Regions from separate parts of the Sus scrofa genome. Here region 1 is linked to region 2. A link is a contact called in public HiChIP or PLAC-seq data. All regions are on one chromosome and are shown on one strand. Each heading gives the region's core, a stretch centred on a gene start, on an enhancer-like site or on the middle of the called end of the contact. The rest is flanking DNA. Distances are from core to core; before and after follow the strand shown.

Region 1 (4,020 bases), core at 1,442-3,941, 310 kb before region 2:
CTCCTTCTCATCTTCTCCCATTTCCTTATCTAATGAGCTATTGTGGTCAGGCAGGTAATCCCAAAGAACTAGAAAGAGCTAGGAGGAGGACAGGGAGTCAAGAGTGGTACCCTTTCAGCACTGGAGTTGCCATTGACCCACCATGAGACCTTGAACCTCTCTTCCTCTTCTTTGGTATTGTCTGATACTCACAGCAACTTCAATGTGTTCAGTACTTACCACCTTAAGCATTCTTTTATCAGCTCCTTACAACAGCCCTGGGAGGTATGAGTTATTATTCCCGTCTTATAAGATGTAGAAAAGATAAGCAACTTGTTCCAGCTCACACAGCTAAGGAGGACTGTAGCTGGGGTCCTGTGCTAGTACTGTCCTGTGCCAAAGCTCTGCTCCCAACCTCCCTGCCCTACTGCCTCCTGAGATGCCATCCAGAGCTAAATGCCAATGACTCCATAGCTCTGACCCCTTACTGGCTGTCACCAAAAGTCCCCAAGTGCTTGCTAAGCCTGGACAAAGAACAAAGAATTCTTTCAAGCCACAGTCATCACAGCAACCTGGAGCCATTATGAAAGAGTTCCCAGTCTGTTCTCTCCCACCCACCAGCCTGGAATTCCCCATCACAAACAATAATATGTTGATGAGACATTTTGGGCTGTGGACGTAATAGCCACACAGTTTGTTTCCAAAGCAAAATGGAATGCAGTGCCTTTTAAAGTGACTGTGAGAGTGTTATACATTCCCCACAGTGTACAAAGGTACGTCGGCACATTCAAATGTTCTGTTTGAAGAGAAACGAACTTCAGCTATAAGTCGAAAGTCATAAGTATTTATGAACTTCATATATACATTTAATTAGCATAGATTTCCTCTTTATAATAGATGACAAAATCTGGCTACCCCCAGATTTCCTTGAAATGTTATTCCCAAATTATATTTGCATCCCTCAGATTATTCTGGGTTTTACATATCATTTTAATGATAAAATCAGAAATAGCACAGCTATAGACCTTAGAAGAATAATAGCATATTACTTATGGAGTAAACATAAAGACTGATCAGGTGCAAATCCTTTAGTTTGATAAGAAAGCCAGGTCTCTCAGCCCAGCAGACCCTCCATGGCAACCCGGCTGGCTAACTCCTGGTGCTGAGTCTGTCTTGTCACTCACATACAAAGCTTTCTGGCTGTGCAATGGGACTATGAAGAGAACACAATTTTGACTTGAATGATTGAATGCCTTTCAACTGGAATGCATTTGAGTGAGTAGGAAAAGCACTTTGTGAGTAGGGCAGTTCGTACGCTCCTGGGCCCTTGGCTGGCAGGTTGGGTGAAGAGTCACCAGGAGGAGGAGGTTCTAGCCTATCCAGCCTTCCCACAAATGTCTGGTAGGCTTCTCCACATTGTTTTATTCTCAAAATAGGATTCTTTATTTAAAAACATCCGTCAGGGGGTTCCTGCAGTGGCTCAGTGAGTTAAGAACCCGACATAGTGTCCATGAGGATGCAGGTTCAATCCCTGGCTTCACTCACTTGGTTAAGGATCTGGCATTGCCACAAGCTGCGGCATAGGTCACAGATGCGGCTCAGATCTGGGGTTGCTGTGGCTGTGGTGTAGGCCAGCAGCTGCAGCTCCAATTCAAACCCAACCCAGGAACTTCCATAGGCTGCAGGTGCAGTTGTAAAAAGAAAAAAAATAATAATCTGTCAGTCACTAATTGTCACATTTTGAAAGATGTTATATATATTAGAAAGCAAAGGAAAACATGTTTAAGGGTCTTGCAAATAGAGACTGAAGAGAGGGGCAACCTCTCTTCAGAGAGAGGCTTCCTGAAGGAATCACCATCAGGACTTGGACACTAATTTGGTGAAAATGATGGAAAAGGAGGAGTCAAAGATAGCAGCATGGCTCACATAGATAGAAAAATCATAGAGATTTTTTGGATACATAAAGAAAAACTCAATTTTAGATGTGCTGAATTTAAAATGATGGCAATTCTATTGGGATTCAACAGTAATAAGCCAGTGCTCCGGGGCTTCGTAGGTTATCGAATTTCCTACATGGAGGACGTAGTGAAAGATTTGAAAATAAACTGTAGTAATAATCATTACAGTAAAAGCTGACATTTTACAATGTGCTATGTGTTATGCGAAGCATTTTATAGACACCGATTCATTTAATCCACGCTGTTCTTTTCCCAGGTAGAATTTTAACCTAGGTCTACTTGACATCAGAGACAGAATCCCTGTAATAGAGCCCTAGATAAATCAGAGAAAAGAAGAGCTTCTCTTTTTTTTAAGTGATAAATAGAAAATTCTACAGAAATCACCAAAGTGAGGACTGAAGAAAAGAGATGACTGGCCAGGATAATGAAGGAAAGTCGTTTCAGCAGAGTGGTAAGGAAGAAATCCAGATCATGGAGTGAAAAGGCAAATGGTGATGGTAGATGTAGAGCATTCATTTGAGAATCTTGTTAATAACAAAGAGCTATGGTAACAGCTGGAAGAGGAAACACGGTCAAAGGAGGGTTTTTTCAAGATGAGAAATACCTGGGTGCACTTGAAAATATGAAAAGCAGCCAATGAAGAAAAAGGAAGGCAAAGCACTCTGGGAAGAAGGGACAGTACAGTCAGTAACCTCTGCTCTTAGGTGGCTCTGTTGGAATCTCACTTTTCCCAGGGTTCCGTGGGCTTGAGGAAAGCCTGCAAAACCAAAGAGGAAGTCTTCCTCCTTCAGTCTCCCTGGAGATATTTCTTTTCTGGCTATAAGGTTGCATCACTGAAAGTCAACAAATGGCACTGTATTTACTCAGACTGATTCTCTGTTATGTATTATAAATACAGACTAAGAGGCAGAAGGTGTGCTGAGATCGCTGACTCACTCTGACTAAGAACACGATTCTTCACCTCTTCACAAGTTATGGCTTATAAATATGGATCTCCACAGGCTCCTCAGACCGATATAAACAATTTAAGGACACTATGCAGAGCTTTGATTATTTTTAACCATTGTCTACGTATCGGTTTTTAATTTTACTTTTTCTTTCTTTTTAGGGCTGCATCTGTGGCATATGGAAGTTCCCAGGCTAGGGGTTGAATCAGAGCTACAGCTGCCAGCTATGGCACAGACATAGCAACGCCAGATCCAAGCCACGTCTGCAAGCTGCACCACAGCTCATGGCAATGCCGGATCCTTAACCCACTAAGCGAGGCCAGGGATTGAACCTACATCCTCATGGATATTAGTCAGATTCGTTTCTGCTGCGCCACAACAGGAACTCTGGGTTTTTAATTTTAAAGCTCTGTTTTTCTTGGGTTCAGTGAGATGGATGATGCATGTTTGATTTCTTGGCCTCTAAGACATTCTGATATAAACAGCCATGATGGTTCGAGCTCCCTGCAAATGAATGAATGGCTTCTTGGCCAATGATATGATTGTACTTCACAAAGTTTCCAGAGACAAACATTTCTATCAGTGAGACAAGTTTAGAAGGAAACTTAGCTCTATTGATAAATTCTGTTTTACATAATTAATAAATCTGCAGAGTAAAAACATGTCTTTTCAAAGTACTACAAATAATTATGAGTATTCCACAGTTTATAAAACTTTCATGTGCAGTATTTCAAGTGAACCTTTGAAGTATTAGCACAGTATTATTAATTATTACTTATTATTTGACAGAAGGAAATTAAGTCTCAGAAAAATTAAGTGACTCATACAAGATCACACACCCAATAACAAAACAAAGTCTCAAGCACCCCTCGCTTTTTTCACTGCACCAGTGTCCAGTCTCAGGGGAGAGAAGCATTAATTTTACCGAGAGCATCAATATGATAGAAAGAAGAAAGACCCCTCTTCCCCCTGAAACTAGGAAAAAGAGTGACAGAGAAAAACAGAGTCAAGGAGAGTAAGGGGTGAAGATGGTGGAAAATAAAAGTGCCCAGTCCGGCTGGATTACCTTGATAGCAAAGATGAGGAGTCTCTCTTGAAAATGAAAGACTAGGAGAATCAGCTTACACAGGTGGGGA
Region 2 (4,138 bases), core at 744-3,243:
TTTTCACAATATCTCAGATTTTTAAACAGCTGCTTAAACTATAATTGTCTTTGTGGTTAATTACCTTTTATACAGGCTCCAGCTCAGCATTATACTGACATGTTTGAAGAGAAATGCTGATGGGGTAGTACTATGCTAAATCACATCCATCTGGCGGCAAGAATAGAAGATGTGGCATGGCACATTTAGCAACAAAAGAAAGAAAATCTGGCCTTATTAAGACTGGAAAGTACTAAAGGAGAATCTTCTTCAAGCTTCTCCCAATAGCATTCCCTGCACTGGAGGGCACCCCAAGTCTGTCCGTGCATTATGGGGAGACAGTTTAAATGTCATTATGAAGATTTTCATTTTGCCGTGGTTCAGACCTCTGCACATAATTAATCTGACATTTCTCTTGTGTGGGAAGCTTTTTAAGTTTTTCTTACTTGCTTAGGAATGTAAAATGTCATAAGAGGGAGTTCCCATCATGGCTCAGTGGTTAATGAACCTGACTAGGATGCAGGTTCAATCCTTGGTGTTGCTCAGTGGGTTAAGGATCTGGTGTTACAGTGAGCTGTGGTGTAGGTCGCAGACATGGCTTGGATCCCACATAGCTGTGGCTGTGGTGTAGGCTGGATCTACAGGTCTGACTCCACCCCTACCCCGGGAACTTTCATGTGCTGCGGGTGCGGCCCTAAAAAGACAAAAAGATAAAAAACTAAAACTAAAAATAAATAAAATGTCATGAGAGGATTTAATTGTTCTGAGAACTGGGTCTGAGACTATAGCAGGACCATGACAACGAATGGATTTGAGTATGAGATAAATTTTTAACTGCCTCTAGTTGTGTCCTTTCTGTTTCCAGTATATTCCTCCTCATCTGAAGCTTAAGCAACTTCTCTTACTCTTCATGACACCACAGGCTGGCAGTGAGAGGACACATGCAAAGCTCATCTACAGTTGGTTCATAACCTGATCTTCACAGCAGATAATGTGGTAGCTCTAAGTAGGGGATGGGATTGCACAATCCTCCCCTTCCTTTCTGGAAGGCTGCATTTGATAGAAAGGACAGTCATTGCTGTGCAGAGGTGGCTCACTTTTATTACTGGTATTGTGTGCCTTTCTCTGTGTTCACTAAAGTCTCTAATTTAGGGACTGGTGATGCCCCATGAAAAGACAGGCAAAGTCCTGCCTTCAGTGAGCTTATACTGTAGTTGGAGAGACAGATCTTGCACAAATAGATGATTAGTGGACGTGCTCTGAAAGAAAAGAGAACAAGATGGGAGGTAGGTCTCAGTGATTATTCTAGGGAAGCAGTCAGGGAAGCCTGCCGGAGGATGTGAAGTAACAGAGTGAGCCATGATGGGAGGGAAGGGGGCTGGGCCAAGGGACAGCAGGTAAAGAGCCCTGGGCAGTGCACTCCTAACACTGCAGCTGTTGCCCAGAGAACCCACTGATGTGCTTCTCTTTGCTCTGTCCTCTGCCTTTCTCTTCCTTTGGAACTTTCTCTTACTTCTGTGCCTCCAAATTCCCATTCATTCTTCCAGTTTCCAATGTCACAATCAGGAAACTCATAGTTATACACACACACTATATATACAGTAGTTTGGTGTATTAGCTTTATTTTGGGCTCCGGAGTTTGTTATAACTGAACTAAATCAATTGCTGAGGCTAAGCTACCACTGTGGAGCTTACAGCTTGGCCGTTCCCCATTTTGTTGGTTTGCAAAATTTGGGAGTCGCAACACAACAGGTTGGAATAGAGCAAGTTATATCTGAGATTACTTATGAAGAAAAATCTGTGATTCTCAACCCCTAGCATCTTAGAGGGCTGGGGGGAGCCGGTGGGGGATGAAGTTTCAGCCACGAGGGGGCTGGCTGGCGGAGGTTCCAACGCGTGTGACTGATGAGATCATCCCTCTGCCCACTCCGCCTCAAGCCACCACCTATCCTTGGACTGTTGATGCTGTGAAGAGTTGTAGTACAGATCCAAGAAAACATCGCCACCTAGTGGCAACTCCCTTCAACTTACCATTCATCCATCCAATGTTTTTTGCATGTCTACTACGAGCTAGGTACTGTGTAACAGGAAACCGTGAACAGGAGAGACTAGAATCTCAGCCTTAGTGAGACTTACATTCTAACAGGGGACAGCCTAGTCCCAAGCCGCACCGTGGTAGTGTAGTCCTCAGCAACTGATTTAGTTCAGATGTCACAAAATTGGAAGCCCAATAAAGACAAAACACTACTTGCTGGGAGTTCCTGGCATGGCTCAGACGAAAGGAATCAGATTAGCATCCATGAGGATGCAGGTTTGATCCCTGGCCTATGCTCAGTGGATTAAGAAGCCGGTGTTGCCATAAGCTGTGGTGCAGGCCGCGGACGTGTTTCCGTTCAAGCCAAGTTGTGGTGTAGACCAGCAGCTACAGCTCTGGTTTGACCCCTAGCCTGGGAACTTCCATATGCCACAGGTGTGGCCCTAGAAAGAAAAAACACTACTTGCTCACTTTTTTGTTTTAAGTGAAAGTTTTCTCCTTTTTTAAAATTTATTTAAAAAAAATTGGGGGGGGGAGTTCCCGTCAAGGCAAAGCGAAAAGGAATCCAACTAGGAACCACGAGGTTGCAGGTTTAACTTGTTCAGTGGGTTAAGGATCTAGCATCGCTGTGGCTGCGGTGTAGCTGGCAGTTGTAGCTCCAATTTGACCCCTAGCCTGGGAGCCTCCATATGCCGCAGGGTGCGGCCCTAAGAAGCAGAAAAAAGAAAAGAAAAGAAAAGAAAAAAGAAAATCTTGGAGATTCTGTTGTGGTGCAGTGGAAACGAATCCAACCAGGAACCAGGAGATCGAGGATTTGATCCCTGGCCTCGCTCAGTGGGTTGAGGGTCTGGCATTGCCATGAGCTGTGGTGTAGGTCGCACATGACACTCAGATGCAGTGTTGCTGTGGCTGTGGTGCAGGGCCAACAGCTGTAGCTCCGATTCAACCCCTAGCCCGGGAACTTCCATATGCAGCGGGTACAACCCTAAAAAGAAAAAAAACAAAAAAACAACAAAAAAAATTTGTTTTTTTGGCCATGTCTGCAGCATGAGCAAATTCCCAGGCAGGGCTCGAACTCATACCACAGCAGTGACCCAAGCCACAGCAATAATAATGCCCAATCCTTAACCAGTAGGCCACCAGGGAACTTCTATTTTAAGTGAAAGTTTTCTTTTAATGGAGAAAAGATGGACACATTACATGTTGGATAAATACAGCATTGGTGCCAATTCTATCTGCACCTGTCCCAGCTCTTTTAGCTCCACCCTCCCAGGGTTCAGAAAAATGGAAGTCTTGACACTTGAAGGTCCAGTGACATGCTTAAGGATTTCAATGTGCTGATGTTTATCCATACAGTGAAGATTGCTTTAAAATCAGGTTTGCATTCTTTATCATAAAATTAAATAGATACGGTTATTTAAATAAAAAACTTATGAAAGTAGATATAGTCTGTAATTTTATTGCAAATCAAAACTACAATGAGATACCACCTCACACCAATCAGAAGGGTCATCATTAAGATTGCACATAACACATGCTGGAGAAGGTGTGGAGAAAAGAGAACCCTCCTACACTGTTGGCAATGTAAATTGGTGCAGCCAGTATGAAGAACAGTATGGAGCTTCCTCAAAAAACTAAAATTAGGGTTGCCAGATAAGACAGCATTTCTGCTCCTGGGTATATACCCAGATAAGACTATAACTTGAGAAGATACATGCACCCCTATGTTCATAGCAGCACTATTCACAATAGCCAAGACATGGAAACAGTCTAAATGTCCATTGACAGATGAATGGATAAAGAAGATGTGATACATACATACAATGTAATATTACTCAGCTATTAAAAAGAATGAAAAAAAAAGCCAATTGCAGCAACATGGGTAAACCTAGAAAGGGAAAGACAAATACCATATAATATCACTTACCTGTGGAATCTAAAATATGACAAATCAACATATCTATGAGACGAAAACAGACTCTCAGATATAGATAACAGACTTGTCATTGACAAGGGGGAAAAGGGGTAGAGGAGGGAAAGATTGGGAGTTTGGGACTAGCAGAGGCAAAGTAGTATGTATAGGATGGAAAAACAACAAGGTCCTATTGTATAGCATAGAGAATT

What was found. HiChIP or PLAC-seq counts read pairs in DNA pulled down with a chosen protein or histone mark.
Region 1: an H3K27ac HiChIP or PLAC-seq map of alveolar macrophages shows a contact between it and region 2. The contact joins two enhancer-like sites. A contact is called at or near these places in 4 of 47 Hi-C or Micro-C datasets (alveolar macrophages, embryonic fibroblasts, retroperitoneal adipose tissue and 1 more) and 1 of 2 datasets of contacts at active chromatin or transcription factors (alveolar macrophages).

Annotation. Positions count from the first base shown.
Region 1 is chr9:33,283,937-33,287,956 of Sscrofa11.1, reverse strand. All of the region lies in intron 6 of MMP20 (matrix metallopeptidase 20), which reads left to right. Among named protein-coding and RNA genes, the nearest start is that of MMP20, 22 kb to the left of the region's middle. Within about 2 kb of position 2,691, at least 2 of the 83 cell types and tissues checked have an H3K27ac peak or open chromatin away from gene starts, as enhancers often do. A contact at or near this core is called in alveolar macrophages, where this site is marked.
Region 2 is chr9:32,973,601-32,977,738 of Sscrofa11.1, reverse strand. No RefSeq gene overlaps it. Among named protein-coding and RNA genes, the nearest start is that of BIRC3, 28 kb to the left of the region's middle. Within about 2 kb of position 1,993, at least 9 of the 83 cell types and tissues checked have an H3K27ac peak or open chromatin away from gene starts, as enhancers often do. A contact at or near this core is called in alveolar macrophages, where this site is marked.